3 separate regions of the Mus musculus genome follow, and all the other regions are linked to region 2. The links are chromatin contacts, called in public Hi-C and HiChIP or PLAC-seq maps. All regions are on one chromosome and are shown on one strand. The core of a region is the stretch at or near the end of the contact, and the rest is flanking DNA. Distances in the headings are between cores, read along the strand shown. Region 1 overlaps Egln3 (egl-9 family hypoxia-inducible factor 3). Region 2 has its middle 7.0 kb from the start of Gm35895. Region 3 overlaps Gm36213 (a long non-coding RNA gene).

What was found. A called contact is a pair of places that touch in the nucleus more often than the background predicts. HiChIP or PLAC-seq counts read pairs in DNA pulled down with a chosen protein or histone mark.
Region 1: a contact with region 2 is called in an H3K4me3 HiChIP or PLAC-seq map of the SCID.adh cell line, with 13 read pairs. The contact joins two enhancer-like sites. A contact is called at or near these places in 1 of 15 datasets of contacts at CTCF or cohesin (CD8 T cells), 10 of 484 Hi-C or Micro-C datasets (Th1 cells, Th2 cells, cerebral cortex and 5 more), 15 of 115 datasets of contacts at active chromatin or transcription factors (CD4 single positive thymocytes, CD8 T cells, the SCID.adh cell line and 9 more) and 1 of 9 other capture datasets (embryonic stem cells).
Region 3: a contact with region 2 is called in a Hi-C map of group 2 innate lymphoid cells, with 2.5 times the contacts expected there. The contact joins two enhancer-like sites. A contact is called at or near these places in 2 of 39 promoter capture datasets (hippocampal neurons and liver), 59 of 484 Hi-C or Micro-C datasets (3T3-L1-derived adipocytes, the AML12 cell line, B cells and 36 more), 10 of 115 datasets of contacts at active chromatin or transcription factors (acute myeloid leukemia, astrocytes, bone marrow-derived dendritic cells and 7 more) and 1 of 9 other capture datasets (embryonic stem cells).

The regions. Positions count from the first base shown.
Region 1 is chr12:54,186,402-54,189,666 of GRCm38.p6, reverse strand. The region is part of intron 1 of Egln3 (egl-9 family hypoxia-inducible factor 3); the gene reads left to right. Among named protein-coding and RNA genes, the nearest start is that of Gm40424, 11 kb to the right of the region's middle. Within about 2 kb of position 1,641, at least 76 of the 459 cell types and tissues checked have an H3K27ac peak or open chromatin away from gene starts, as enhancers often do. A contact at or near this core is called in the SCID.adh cell line and Th2 cells, where this site is marked.
Region 2 is chr12:54,342,317-54,345,323 of GRCm38.p6, reverse strand. No RefSeq gene overlaps it. Among named protein-coding and RNA genes, the nearest start is that of Gm35895, 7.0 kb to the left of the region's middle. Within about 2 kb of position 1,638, at least 5 of the 459 cell types and tissues checked have an H3K27ac peak or open chromatin away from gene starts, as enhancers often do. A contact at or near this core is called in the SCID.adh cell line, Th2 cells and group 2 innate lymphoid cells, where this site is marked.
Region 3 is chr12:54,472,190-54,475,246 of GRCm38.p6, reverse strand. All of the region lies in intron 1 of Gm36213 (a long non-coding RNA gene), which reads left to right. Among named protein-coding and RNA genes, the nearest start is that of Gm36213, 5.8 kb to the left of the region's middle. Within about 2 kb of position 1,761, at least 22 of the 459 cell types and tissues checked have an H3K27ac peak or open chromatin away from gene starts, as enhancers often do. A contact at or near this core is called in Th2 cells and group 2 innate lymphoid cells, where this site is marked.

The sequences.
Region 1 (3,265 bases), core at 392-2,891, 160 kb after region 2:
CTCCTCTCCCTCCTCCTTTCCCCTCCTTCCTCCTCCTCCCCATCTCAGGCAGGGCCATAGAGATGATACTCAGTGTGTAGTGCTCAGAGTGTGTAGTGCTCTAGCAGAGGACCTGCGTTTGATTCCTAGCACCCAGGTCAAGCTGCTCACAGTGGCTTGTACCTCCCGTTTCAGGGGGATCTGATACCTCCTGGCCTCCACCAGCACCAGTCCTTTCCTACCCATGGAGACATAATTAAGCAATAATATTAAATCCCCCCCCCAAAAGGAGAATTAAAAAACACTCTTGAAAAGCTGTTGCTAATATTTGTTTAGTAAGTAAGAGGTCCAATTTGTCAGTAGACCAAAATTTAAAGGCTGTTCAGCCAGATATCTTTACAGTTCTACTGCTCATGGTTTGGCTTTTCGTTGTATCTCCTTTTGACTGCATCTCCTTTTGTTAGACAGGCTACTCTAAAATGTGTGATGCTCCTGCTTCAGCCACCTCAGGAACTGAGTAACAGCTGTGAGATACTGTTTCAGGCTTAAACAATATCTGTATATCAATTGTTAATTGTTATAAATAAAATGATCAGTTTTAAAAAGTTTTTTGCTCAGTAAAAATTTGCATAACATGCAACTTTGCATTTGTAAAGATCAAGTTATACCAAGAAATATGATTCCAAAGTCCTGAGCAATGTGTAATGTGATATATATATACTCATTTTAATGAAAATGCATGGTATGGCTTCTTTCTTTTTGAGCGGCTAGGAGCCAGACCTATGCTGTGGCACATGTTAGGTGTGACTCTACTGCTTGCCTCCACCCCCTCCTCCACCCCCATCTGCAGTTTGATCTGTAGAGAAGTACTAAGTGTGAATGATCATTGTTGCTGAGTGAACAGTTGAAGCTGTGCATACTGGTTTTAAAACTGTCTCCTTACTCTAGCTGTGGCTGGTTGCTTTGGAACATCCAGTTGAGGCCTTGGAGTGTCCACCCTGGGCTTGATCTCTGAACACAGTAATTCTCCCACAGCCCCTCACAGATGCATGGTTTTCTTTTCTCCTGGTGGCCTTTTGTAAAGTAGATTTTATACTTGGATTCTGCTTTAGTTCTTCTATATGTGTGCACTTCTTCTTGCCTGAACGTGACCATGGAGGTGTCTTGAAGCACATATCTCTGGTGTTGAGCCAGCTCGGGAACACCTGGTTCATTCCTCTCATTTCCTGTTGCTACAGAGCTGTGGAGAGGCCTCTGGGGATGGGGGGTTTGTGCCGGGGCCAGTGCCGGGGCCAGTGCCGGGGCCGGTGACACGTCAGAGAATGTGCAGAATCAGAAGACACGCTGATTCATCTGCAAGCCCAGGCCTAGAACCAGGGGTACAGTGACCATGCTACCACAGGGACACTGATGTGCTATTAAACTGCTGTAGATTTCAAGTATTGGTCAAGTCAGGAAGTTTTTACCAATAAAAAACCCCTATAGTAAGATACCTTCCTCGTTCCCATAAAACAATGAAGTGTTGCAACATTTCCCTCGGACCTGCACTCTGGCTCCTTTTACAGACTTGATGAGGTTTAGATAACAGATCTGATAAGCCCATCAGTTTCCGGAGTCTGTTACTGCCCCGTGCACAAATTGGCATGGGTCTGATGACTCAACACTGAGGTTTGCCCATCAGTGCATCCTTAGCTTCACAGTTTGAGATCCTGGCAGTTGGGAATGTGTCTGAGCCAAAACCCATCTCCTATGGCACTCAGCCAGAAACCTCAGTGGTACAATTGGTCAGTAAGGTTGCGGCGGGACCTTTGAGCGGCCCGTGGTTTCCTCCCATTGTTTAAACGTGGTGCACATGGCTTCTGGAGTCAGAGAGAGGGTGACTTGCACTCTGGCCAGAAAAAAAGATTTTTTTTCCCCTTCCCTTCACAACGTGTATGCTCACAATTAGAGAGGTGTCTTAGTGGTAAGTCCACAAGGAACTGTGCCGGCACATTCTCTCTTTTATACCTGCAGCAGTTAGTGGAGGGTGTGTTTGTGGGAACAGTCTGTATTTCCTGCCTGTATTTTAATTCAAGCTGAGTTCTAAAGCCCATTTGTGCTTCTTAATGTGCTGCAAGACACTGCTCTCTCCACACACGGTACACTGAGCTCCGATCGAGTCTTCTCTCTCTTTGGACGTTGGAGGACTGTGTCAATTACTTGTCTCGTTGCTGTAACAAAACACCCGAAACACCGGACAAAAGCAACTGAAGGAAGGAAGGATTTATTTTGGCTCAAGTCCCAAGGCACAGTGCATTGTGGCAGGAAGTCGTGGTGCAAGCTCAAAGCAGCTGGTCAGGGTGATTCCACAGTCAGGAAGCAGAGGGAAAAGGATGCTGGTGGCCAGCTAGCTCGTTTTCTCCCTTTTTAGTTAGGACAGGTCTTTCCACCTCAATTAACCCAATCTACAAAATCTATCTCGGACAAGCCCAGAGATCTGTCTCCAAGGTGATCCTACATCCTGTCAAATCGGCAATCGATATAAACTGCACAGCCCGTCCTCCTCATCATGTGAAATAGCCTGGGACCACAGACAGTTGCAGACGAGGTAGATGGCAGGCATCCAGACCACTGACCTTTTCTGGGAGCAGAGCTGTTTGGGAATATAAAGCTAAAGCACTGACTGACAGCAGGGGAGACTGGGATGGTGGGGGAAATCATGGAGTAATGGTGCTAAGTGACTTTCATTGTTGGCCCTTACACTTCTGGCCACTGCTTCCAGGAATAGGTAATTCCCTATGTTGTAGGCAACTTCATTTGTCTCTTCCTCTCCAGCCACACCAGCAATCACCCTTTTTCAAGACACCATCTATTTGATAATGCCATAATTTGTCAAATCCTTATTACAGTCACTTCAAAATCCAACTTTCGGGGAGACAGACGTTCAGGCTAACAGAGCAACTTCAGCTCTACACGTGACAGCATAGTGGCTCTTTCTGAGGTGGGCTGAGGGATTGCTAGCTGCGACAAATAAAAGGTGTAGATATCCTCTGATTTAAACTTCAGGTTCATTGCAAAGCCAGGCCACTACTCATCCTCTAGCACGAAGTGTGTGTGAGGCCCAGCTCTGTTTTCAGGCTCTGTTGGGAATCACTGATCTGTCAGTGGCTTAGTTTGGGACTGGTCTGGACTAGTCTTTTTACTCGTGAAGTAACCTTGCTATTTATCAAGGAATATTACAACTCAGACCCCCTAAGTATGTCTGAAAGTATGCTTTCACGGCAGAAGAAAGCTATTAATTTGGTTT
Region 2 (3,007 bases), core at 389-2,888:
CTCATCTTTCCAAACCCCACAGTACTCTTACTCTAAAGGGCTTATCTCTATGCAATGTGATCTTTATTTTTTCTACCTCTTACCTTGAATTCCTGGGTTTTCCTTCTTTTAATCTTCAGCTTCTTACCCAGCTTAAGAATATGTTACAAGTTCAATAAATATTTATCAACAATTGTCATGGAAATATTAAAACTACCATGAGCTATGAATGGCTCAGAATGACCATTACCAGAAATTAAACAATAACAAATGCTAGTGAAGATGTGAATTTGTGAACACCTTTTATACGTTGTTGTTGGTTTTATGCACTATTGATGGGGATGTAAATAGTACAACCACTATAAAAAAGAAAATGGAGGCTTCTCCAAAGAAGATGAAGGAGGGGGAGGAGGAAGAGGAGGAGGAGAAAAGAAGGAAAAGGAGAAGGAGAAAGAAGAAGAAGAAGAAGAAGAAGAACAAGAAGAACAAGAACAAGAAGAAGAAGAAGAAGAACAAGAACAAGAAGAACAAGAAGAAGAACAATAAGAAGAACAAGAAGAAGAAGGAGGAGGAGGGGGAGGAGGAGGAGGAGGAGAAGAAGAAGAAGAAGGAGAAGGAGAAGAACAAGAAGAAGAACAAGAAGAAGAACAAGAACAAGAAGAACAAGAAGAAGAACAAGAAGAAGAACAAGAAGAACAAGAAGAAGAACAAGAAGAAGAAAAGAAGAAGAAATAACTACAAATACCAGATGGGGAAAATGGTTCAGTTGGAAACTACTTACTGTGCAAGTGTGAAGACCTCAGCTCAGATCCCCAGTCACTGTATAAAATGTCTGGTCTGGTGAGTGGCACACACCTGAAATCCTAGCATGGGGGAGGTGGAGACAGGAGGATCACTGTAGCTCACTGGCTTGATAATCTTGTTGAATCAATGACCTCCAGGTTTAGTGAGAAACCCTGTCTCCCCAAAACTATGTTGGAGCGCTGTAGAGGAAGACATACATCATTGGCCTCTGGATTACATACTCATGCACACACAAAGTAAAACTACAATACGAGCCAGCCACCCCACTTCTGAATATGAAATCCATCACTGCCGTTTCTCCTTTATCGAAAGAAGCAACATTAATAATGCTAAGCTGGGCGTGGTGGCACACGCCTTTAATCCCAGCACTTAGGAGGCAGAGGCAGGCGGATTTCTGAGTTTGAGGCCAGCCTGGTCTACAGACTGAGTTCCAGGACAGCCAGGGCTATACAGAGAAACCCTGTCTTGAAAACAAACAAACAAACAAACAAACAAACAGCAACAACAACCCCCCAATAGAAAAACAAACAAACAAACAACAACAATAACCCCCCAAAATAATACCTAAAATGTGGACTGAATTTCCACATCCATTAGTTGACAGACAGATAAGGAGAGTATAGCATTGATGCATAACACTAGTCAGACAAAAGGCTGAAATCCTGACATTTGCAACAATATAAAATAAAGTTAGAAACGTTTAAATAAAATAAGCCAGGCATACAAAAAATAAGTGCCACGTACTCTTACTTACATGTGGAAGCTAAACGGCTGTTCTTAGAGAAATAGAGAGCAGAGTGGTGGTTACCAGAGTCTAGGAGGGGAGGAGGAAGGGCGAGATGTTAAGAGGATGGTTACCAAATGCAGTTGCATAGAAGAGATAACATCTAATGTTCTCAGCACAGTGAGATCACTGTGGTCAACAACAACTAACTGATTATTTCACGGTAGCTAGTAGAAAAGGTTTTGACTATCCCTAACACAGAGAAACAATAAATGTAGGAAAGGATGGAGGTGGCAATGGCTCCAATCTGATTTCCAAACTCTGGATCCATGCACAGAAAAGGTCACACTGTGTTCTACAAGTGTGTACAAAAGTATCAATTATAACAGAAGATAGTTAAAGATGATTACTAATATTTGGCTCAGTGGCCACGATGCCTTTGGTCCAATCCCCAGAAACCCCACCCCCCAATTGAATAATTAGCTTGCAATAAATGCACTCAAATACTTTGTAGGTGGGAATGCTTCCCCATGGTATCTAGCAAAGAAAACCATCCAGGAGAGAGAATGAGAGAAGGAACTGGGTACCCATGCCTGATGGTTTGGTAAAAATGGCCCCATAAGACCATACGGAGTGGCAGTATTAGGAGGTGTGGTCTTGTTGAAGTGGGTGTGGCTTTGCTGGAGAAAGTATGTCACTAGGGAGTGGGCTTCGAGGTCTCAGAAGTTCAAGCCCAGGCTTAGTGGCTCACAGTCACATGAAGACCTGCTACCTGCAGATCAAGAGGTTGACCTCTCAGCTCCTTCTCTAGCACCATGCCTGCCTGCACGCTGCCATGCTTCCTGTCATGATGATAATGAACTAAACCTCTGAACTGTAAGCCAGCCCCAATTAAATGTTTTCCTTTATAAGGGTTGCTGCGGTGATGGTGTCTCTTCACAGCAGTAGAAACCCTAGCTATGACATCACACATTGCTAGTAGAATACATTTTTTTTCCTTTCCTCTAAGTAACGACTTTCTTTCAATCATGTCCCTTTAGAGCAGCTCAACCTCCCAGTGCTGAGTGGCCTTGTTGATCTAAGAGAGAGATCTCATTTCCTTGCCAGTGATTGGCTCAAGAATGGACTTGTCAATCAGTTGTGGTCCACGACAAAGGAAAACTTGTGAGAAATATCCCCTTGTTCCTGAGGAGAGCAGAAATAGATGCTTTCTCCTCTTCCTTAGAGTCTCATCAGGTCTGGAGAGGATACCTGGAAAGATCAATGTTATCTTGGCATAGTCAGACTCAGGATGATGGTCAGAGCTTGAGTCTGTGGAGACTTGGTGGGACCCCAGCCTGTCTGCCCTCCTCTCCCACTAGAGGCTGTGATCGTACCAAACAACACATCTTCCTGTTGCTGAAGGCTGTTCAGTCGTGGCCCTGGAACTTAAGACTGAAGGCAGTCCAACAGCATAGGGCCTGAGTTCAGCAACTTCTTAGCTTAACTGAAAGGCTGTGT
Region 3 (3,057 bases), core at 512-3,011, 130 kb before region 2:
AGGACAACATTTAATTGGGGCTGGCTTACAGGTTCAGAGGTTCAGTCCATTATCATCAAGGCGGAAGCATGGCAGTGTCCAGGCAGGCATGGTGCAGGAGGAGCTGAGAGTTCTACATCTTCACCTGAAGGCAAACAGGAGCAGACTGCCTTCCAGACAGCTAAGAGGAAGGTTTGTTTGTTTGTTTGTTTGTTTATTTAATGTATTGACTATTTTATTGCTCTCTTCCTCAAACACACCTGAGGAGGGCATCAGATCCCATTACAGATGGTTGTGAGCCATCATGTGATTGCTGGGAATTGAACTCAAGACCTCTGGAAGAACAGTCAGTGCTCTTAACCACTGAGCCATCTTTCCAGCCCAGGAGGAAGGTCTTAAAGTCCAGATCCCCAGTGACATACTTCTTCCAACAAGGCCACACCTACTCCAACAAGGCCATACCTCCAAATGGTGCCATTCCCTGGGCCAAGCATATTCAAACTACCCCCATGGATAAATCACTAGGTAGAATTATTCAACAAAGAGAGGTCTCCTTGAGCTAGTGAAGGGTAAACGTCCAAAGCCAAGTTAGAGTCCCTAAAGTGATCAGGCTCTAAACCAAAGGTGCTGTTCATGATAAACTCAAGTCTCCTTTAAGAAGACTCCTACAAGTTACAAACCAGTGGTGACCTCTGTTTTGCAATGCCACTGTTACTGCTTCCTCCCTTGCTGAGAATCATGAGAAGGATAATTCCTTCCCACTGTGGAGAGAAATCACTAATGAAGCCTCTTTTCCTTTTTAAAGTTAAGACCCAGCTGATGTTCCATCTAGAAGCAACTTGCTAGCTGGAAACAAGCATGATTGAGCAGTGTGTTTTCAATATTGACAGGAATACCAGGACTTAAAAGGACACACAGAGTTCTCTAACAGAAGAGGGTTGACCAGAGTAGCTTTAAAAGGTGTCTTCCTGGGGTGGTTTGGATATGTTTGGCACTATTAGGAGATGTGGCCTTGTTGGAGTAAGTGTGGCCCTGTTGGAGGAAGTGTCATGGGGGTGTGGGCTTTGAGACCCTCTTCTTAGCTGCCTGGAAGGCAGTCTGTTCCTGTTGACTCTCAGATCCTTCTATGCCTGCCTGGCTGGGCACTGCCATGCTCATGCCTTGATGATAATGGACTGAACCTCTGAACCTGTAAGCCAGCCCCAATTAAATGTTGTCCTTTTAAGAGTTGCCTTGGTCATGGTGTCTGTTCACAGCAGTAAATCCCTAACTAAGACAATCCAACATCAGACTGGATGTTGTAGTCTGATTTTTTTTTCCTACACGTTTTAGTTTCCTTGAACCTTTTGCCCCAAGAAGTCAATGGAATGTTTCTTTAGTGAACCATTTCTCACGTCTTGATAACTGGCTCTCCTTTTAAAAAGATTCTCTGATGGTGGCCCCTGAAAGTCAGGCAAAAATGTCAGGTGTGCAGAAATAAAATAAAACAAAACAAAGCAAAAACCCACCTCATTCTTTCCCTGGAAATTTCAAACTTTAGTAAAACTGTAGAAATGTTTAAATTGCCTTCCAATTTCTGAGAGAAATTGGTTTCCTTTAACGCTTAACGAGATAAACTGCGATTCGATTCAAGTCATTTTTCTGCTTTTCCTTGTTGACAATCTGAGCTCTTTTTTTTCCCAGTTCTCTCTTGCTTTCTGATTGACTTCAAGATTGCATCTAATCTTTTTATTTTATCTTGCACGAATGCAGCCTGCAATGTGTTGTGACAAGGAGCTAGACCTCCTATTAGCATATATTTATACCTTGCCTCAACACAAAGTGGTGCTTGGGGGTTATTAAACCAGGCTGATGCTCTGAAGCCACATAAAAAAAAATCATATTCCACCCCCCCACAAGAATCCTCTGTCACACCTACCTATCCTCGTGCAGATCTAATTGTTTAGGGAGAGGGACAAATGAGGGGTCATCAAGAGCACAGCTGTGGACGGAGGAATGGGAGGAGAATCATCAGATCCTTGCAGGCATGGGGACATGGGAGACGGTCGCTGTCCTTGGAGGCACCTTGGAAGAGTTTAAAGGCCATTCTGTGAAGAGGTGGTGACCCGATCAGGTGACTGTGCCCAGGAAGGAACCAGAATATGAAGAGGAACTTAGGGTTTGTGGTACTCACAGTCCCAGGTGACAGTCGATGACACAGACACTGGTGAGGCTTTCTAAACAGCTTCCTTCTGAGTGGCTTCAGGAGAGTGAACAGTGACAGCCCTTTTGGCTATGTTTGTTTTTCCATAAATAGAAATCAGCAGTGCACACCTAGAATGGCAGGTGACACATGCCTGCTCTTTGTTTAACATTTGGGTTTTCTCTCAGTGATATCCCCATGGCCTCGGCCTCGGGGCTTACAAATCACCAAGCTTTGTCTCCTATCCCACTGCGATGCTCTGATACTGATATTCGTCGGTTATACATGGGTTTGACCTAATTTCCACTTAAGCTGACCATCCTAGAGCACTTCTATTTTGATCTTGTTTTTTCTAAAATTGCTGGAGACTGCCCTTACTTCTACTGAGAGAAATTTCAAACATTTGTAAAATGTAAAAGAGACAGGGAATGGGGGGGGGGCATACTAGGGAGTTGGCCCCGAAGAGGAAGTGGTTTTCTTGTCTGGACTCTCAAGTGGTTCAGTTCTTGTCTCCTTAGAATGATGACTTCCAGTCACTGTGCCTCGAAATTACTGAGTTTTGAGAACATTTTCGTTTTGTTCTCTGCACAGCCTTGTGTGCATCTGTCTTCTTCAGTTGCTTGTGAGGGCCAGAGCCTTGTTCACCTGTACTTTGAGCTGTCTATAGAGGGGTCACAACTCTCTACTCCTAAATGCTTCTGAGACAGAAAGCCATGTCGGGCTCAGTTGCATGCCTGCAATTTGTTAGGGTGGGCTAGGTCTCTTTTCCTTTGTCTTTCTGTTTCTCCAGGTATATGGATAGCAAGCTGACTCTTTCTGAAGTTCTTCTACGGGTCTAGGGAAGTTGTCAACCCACACTTTCTGCTAGTTCAGATGAATGAGTAGTTCATATGTTC